2 separate regions of the Gasterosteus aculeatus genome follow, and region 2 is linked to region 1. The links are chromatin contacts, called in public Hi-C maps. All regions are on one chromosome and are shown on one strand. Each heading gives the region's core, a stretch centred on a gene start, on an enhancer-like site or on the middle of the called end of the contact. The rest is flanking DNA. Distances are from core to core; before and after follow the strand shown. Region 1 overlaps srebf1 (sterol regulatory element binding transcription factor 1). Region 2 overlaps fam20ca (FAM20C golgi associated secretory pathway kinase a).

Region 1 (2,700 bases), core at 77-2,576:
AAAGCATCTACAGCCAGGCGGGCAATACTGGTCAGTGCAGGAAAAACTTAGTACCCGCTCCATGTGTGTTTGGTAGATGTGCATTGAGGCAGTTGTATGTTAAAGGTCTGTTGGCCCTTTTCCAGTGGATCCTCTGGCCCAGGTGACTCAGGCTTTCAGGGAGCATCTCCTGGAGAAGGCTCTGTACTGTGTGGCTCAGCCTCACGAAGAGAAAAGCCCCAGCCAGGGGGAAGGGTGAGAGAACGAAGCGCTTTCAAAAATAAATGTTTTTGAGGGATTCTCTTATTAGAATCTCACGGTTGAACCATTATTTTACAATAAACAATAAACATAGAATAATGGACTACCACAAACGACTGATTGGAAAAAGTCTTTGTGTGGCGACTTAAGTAACCAATGTCTCTCCTCAGGGAGTACACCGATGCCCTGGAGTACCTCCAGCTGTTGATTAGCGCATCGGATGCCGCTGGTGGCACCTCCCAGTCCTTTGCTGTTGGTTCCAACATGGCCACTGTGACTGGTAAGTTGCTGTTATTACTGTCGATTGAGTACCATAATTCAGTTGACAGGCAACAATGTTTGTTTGATTTCTTTAATGTGTTAATAAAAAAAGAGAAAACACTGAGAAAGTTCTTTTTTACTTGAGAGATTGAGTGGCTTGAGTTCCACTTTCCTTTTGTCCTCACTGATCACAGATCTGAGCGAAAGGGGTTGAGGTGGAGGGGGGGAGGGGGTGTCTGCTAGATTGCTTCATCTATCTTCAGCTCTGTCAGATCGGTGATCACCTTGAGAAGCGGGAGGGAAAAGGAGGCTGTGCAGGGATTTTAATAAGAGACTTTTCTTGGCAGAGAGTTGCTTACAGTATTAGTGTGTGTGTGTGTGTGGGCCGATTATTAAATAGAGTACCTTTCCCTTAAGAGGCCGTCATCAAAATGTCTTTCTCTCAGCATGCCAGAGGGAAGAAACTGATCGATTCAGAGGTCAAAATACTTGTGACCCTCACTCCAAGTGGTGGTCCTCGGTTACCGTGGTGATCATCAACTGGCTCCAAGGAGACGACGCCGCGGCCGAGAGACTGTATCCGACTGTTGAGCACCTGCCCCGCAGTCTGCAGAACGCAGAGTAAGTTGGACAGGCGCATGCGGCAACATCTGCAGCCAGGCTAAGACTGTCTCGTAACCTTTTCGGCTGCAGAGAACCGGCACAAATTTTCCCTTGTTGAACCCGTGTGTCGTCTGTTTTCCCCCCACTCCCCTCTCTCTGTCAGGAGTCTTCTTCCCAAGACTTGTCTGAACACATTCAGGGCCGTGCGGGCGCTGCTGTCCAAGCCAGAGAACTGCCAGCTGAGTCTGAGCTACAGCGACAAGGCCAGCGCCCTGCTTCGAGACAGCCTCAACCTAGGACCACACTGCCACAGCTCCAGTTTAGACAAGGTACACGCGCACGCGCGCACGCTCTCAGATCTTGGCAAATTAAAGTCAAGTTCTGTTGGGGCCACAGCATCTGCATTAGAAATTTGAACACATGAATGCTCTTAGTGACAGATGTCCCTACACGTGTGCGTGTATCAAATTCTAAACGCAGAAGATTGCCCTTCACGCATACACTTGAGGACACACACACACACACACGTACTTTCCTCAATTCAAAGCCACACACTTTAGCACAGCCTGCGAATCCCCCTGTGGCGGCGGCGGCTCTCTGCTGCAGCGGTGTCCTACCCTCTGGCATTCGGCAGATGGTGATGCTGGTGGATAGGTAGCGCACAGCGTGTGCACGTCTACGGCCAGAGCTGTGGTGCATTGTAGTTGCATTGCATGTGTGTCTCAGCGGAGTGCAATGCACCTGCAGTGCAACACGGAGCTGGGCCACGAACAGCAGAACGCACATAGTGGGGGTGGAAAATGACTCATAACTTTTGAGTAGAGCTCTGTTGAGGTTCATGTTGGGCTAAATCTCTCTGCTGTCCAGGAAAACAAATATCGTTTTGTCTTTTTCAAATTGGTAACCGGTGTCCTAGAGAAAAAAAATGTCTTTATGTGATTGTTCCTCAATATGACGTCTAAAACGGATACATTGCGCCTTTTCAGCCACCACGATTAAATATAGCTTTTATGTTTTGTCACATTTCCGTACCCAGGGTCATTTGTCAGCGATGTTACTTTAAGGCAGTAAAATGTATCCTCCGGTTGTGTCTTTCTCTCTCTAGGTTGTCCAGTTGCTGTTGTGTGATCTCTTGTTGGTGATGAGGACCAACGTGTGGCGCCTGCAGCAGCAGGTGGTCGGTCCGGTGGCGTCTGGGCCGGTGGGTACCGGCGGCCCGGTGGGGGTCCACCAGGCGTCCCCACCGGAGCTCCAAGGCTTTCAGCAAGACCTCAGTTCCCTACGCAAGCTGGCTCATAGCTTCAGGCCTGCAATGCGAAGAGTACGTATAACCGTATTATTCCTTACTCTTTACGCAAGTACTTTAGACTAAAAAGTTAAAAGTCTGGGGGCTTTTATTGTTTGGCATACGTTCAAACTTTTTTCTAATGTTTTTTTCCTCCTAGTCTAACATGCACTGGGAATTATTAAAACAAGATGAACACACCGTCAGGCATTCATAACCATGACTCATCAAACAGGGACTTAAAATCCTCACTTAAAGAAGAGCGCCTGGAAAATAGAAACACGTCAGGAGAAGCACATAACATATACATC
Region 2 (2,700 bases), core at 193-2,692, 57 kb after region 1:
TGCTGTGTATGTGAATTTACACAGTGCTGTGTATGTGAATTTTTTACGACTTTGATGGCCATGGCTTGTGTAATGTTTCGTCAAATCGATCAATAACCTGTTCGGTGACGCCGAATCCTGGAGCACAACCCAGTGGCCGTTTCTTTGAAGTGCGTTAAAAGTTATCATTACACCGAAGCACCCCGTCTTTTCCAAACACTGTAGTAATTTCTTGCAAAATGAGCTCATGACTTGTATGTAGATTGACAAAACTCTGCACGTATGCAAACCTCTAAAACATGACCCCAACATTCTGAGTGCTCGGTGACTTAAGGCCTTGTAACAGGCTGCTCTGCCTGAGCTCGCGGCCGCGGTACCCTCGCGCCATCTCCTGGGCGGTACAAGAACTACCGGCTTTTACTGAGATTAAAGCTGGAATAATGAATGCTATGCTGCAAAATGCATGCCGGTCTACTGTTGTTTAACACCGTCGCATTGAGCAAAAGAAGGAGGTGTAGTTATGTGCGTTATGGTCGTTACAACGAATGGATGTGGCAGATGTGTCGGCTGCAAGTGATGTTTGTTTCCCTTCGCTGTGAGATCATGTTAATGTGGAAGCTTCATAGATGATTCAGGTAATACATTTTCTCTTGGTTGATTTTGGCTTGTCGTTAAATTAGCAGTTTTATTAATTATGCCATCATTTTTATTCATAGCACACAACATACCACCTGACAGCTCCAATACTGCAATACTGCATGTTTTAATCATAAAACGGCTTATCAATTTTCCCTTCTAATCAAAGATTTGCCAAAGATGTATGAATTAATTAACCTCTGTTTGGTCTGTGAGCCATTTCATTACAGTATTATGATTAGTGGAACGATTAAAAACCATATTCCACGAAAACCTGCTGTGTTTTCTTTCTAGATGTAAAGAGGTGTGCCAAACGCCAAAGACTAAAAAACAAACAAAGAAATTCATAGATATATACAATAACAGTTCACAACAAGTGTTGTGTTTCTGTGTTTTACAGATATTGTCAGCAGCTGATATTCTTAAAATGTCTTTTTTGTGTCTCGAGCAACAGACCGAACGAAAACAAAGACAACTAAAAGAGGAAGAGTGAACCTGCAAAACAATACTGTCTGGAAACTGCAAAAATCCTACATCCATTGTTGTTGTATGCCATCAAAATGTGGATAATATATGTAATTAAAAAGAAATGAAAAATGTTAAAATGTTACGACAGGGATGTGTCCACACTTTGGTTTTCATTGCACACTTTAATCATTTAGTAAACAGATCTTCACAGTAACAATGCAATAGCAGAAAACAGAAGCAAATCACGGTGCAGCTTTTTAGGTCTTCAAACTGACTTTGGGTATTTACACTGACAATGTGAAGATAAAAGCACTGTGCCCAAAGTCCTCCTGGTGGATCGATGAGGCATTTTTAGCCCCGTTCTCCCCCTCAAAGCAAAAGTCTCCACTCAGACTGTACACCATTTGTAACTCTATACATGTTGTCTATACTGCCGACCCCAAAACATTCAAGTACTGTCCTTCTCTCCTTGAACGGGTCGCCGGTCATCCAGTGCACAGGAGTCAGAAATTAAATAGGCGTGTTGTTGTCCTACCAAGTGAACATCAGAAATAGTATTTAAAGGAAATTTAAATAGCTAAACTCTATGGTAACTTAGGTTATCATATCTCAAAGTATAGACCAGCATAACAGAGAAGTGATTAAAGGGCTCTCAATCTTTGTGACACATCAATAAATAGTTATCTTGACATGAAATCTCATAAAATTTCCACATACAAACTTTAACATTTTGTGATGCATGAATCGCAAAACAGTATCACAACAGACAACTCTAGATGTTTCCGGTGCTCATTTAAGAATGTCAGTGAATTTGAATGAAATGATCATTTCACAAACAAACCATCTGGTCTCTCTGCATTATTTTTGGTTTGGAAAACACAATTTTAGTGTTGTACTGCATTTTACGAACGCTACACTTGCACGGGAGATGGGGGAAAAGAAGACGATTCAAAAAAGAGACACAAATCAGAATAAGGCAAAGTGAACAAACAGTTAAATATACTTGCACTCAGATTAATGCCGTTCAGAAGTATGTGATAACATGTCAGTCTGGTCTGATACTGTGACATTTTGTGACAGCAAAGCCTTTTTGAAGCTGTTATTCCCGCGGTGGTTGGCGCTTAGTCCCGGGCCTCACATGTTTTACAAAGAAAAAAACGATAAAGCTTTTTGTCCGGCAACACGAGCCGACAAGTCAGAGTACTTTGTCATTTGGTTACGTAGTAATGTGATAAAACACCTAAAACAAACTGGCACCCTCCACATTCAGAACAAACAAAGAATTAAATCAGCAACAGTCAGGAATCGACGGTTCCTATCCGTCCCACAAAACAAAAATGCATCTGTTCGATACAAAGCCCCCCCCCGTCCTGTCCCGCCCCCCTGGTGTGAGCACACTTAAAAGCAGCTTGCAGAGAGGCAATGATGGCAAGTCTTGGAATTCACTGAATTCAGCTCGATATCTTGTGTGGACTCTCGCTGCGATCCCATTGGTCAAAACAGCCACAGACTCGGTCCATCGTTCACGTGTGTGTCGTTTCCCGTCACCTGGCGCGTCTTGCCCTCACTACCTGTGGCCCGGCGTCCTCTGGGTGGCCTTCGGGTCCCCGCCAACAT

What was found. A called contact is a pair of places that touch in the nucleus more often than the background predicts.
Region 2: a contact with region 1 is called in a Hi-C map of skeletal muscle, with 9 times the contacts expected there. The contact joins two enhancer-like sites. A contact is called at or near these places in 2 of 6 Hi-C or Micro-C datasets (both in skeletal muscle).

The regions. Positions count from the first base shown.
Region 1 is chr11:12,623,340-12,626,039 of fGasAcu3.hap1.1, forward strand. srebf1 (sterol regulatory element binding transcription factor 1) reads left to right here. Exons shown (of 19, transcript XM_040191039.2): 12 at 1-30; 13 at 126-234; 14 at 411-520; 15 at 948-1,122; 16 at 1,268-1,433; 17 at 2,210-2,425. Among protein-coding and RNA genes, the nearest start is that of srebf1, 8.1 kb to the left of the region's middle. Within about 2 kb of position 1,327, at least 1 of the 9 cell types and tissues checked has open chromatin away from gene starts, as enhancers often do.
Region 2 is chr11:12,679,924-12,682,623 of fGasAcu3.hap1.1, forward strand. fam20ca (FAM20C golgi associated secretory pathway kinase a) reads right to left here. Exons shown (of 10, transcript XM_040191312.2): 10 at 1,246-2,700. The coding sequence ends at 2,651. Among protein-coding and RNA genes, the nearest start is that of rai1, 4.2 kb to the left of the region's middle. Within about 2 kb of position 1,443, at least 1 of the 9 cell types and tissues checked has open chromatin away from gene starts, as enhancers often do.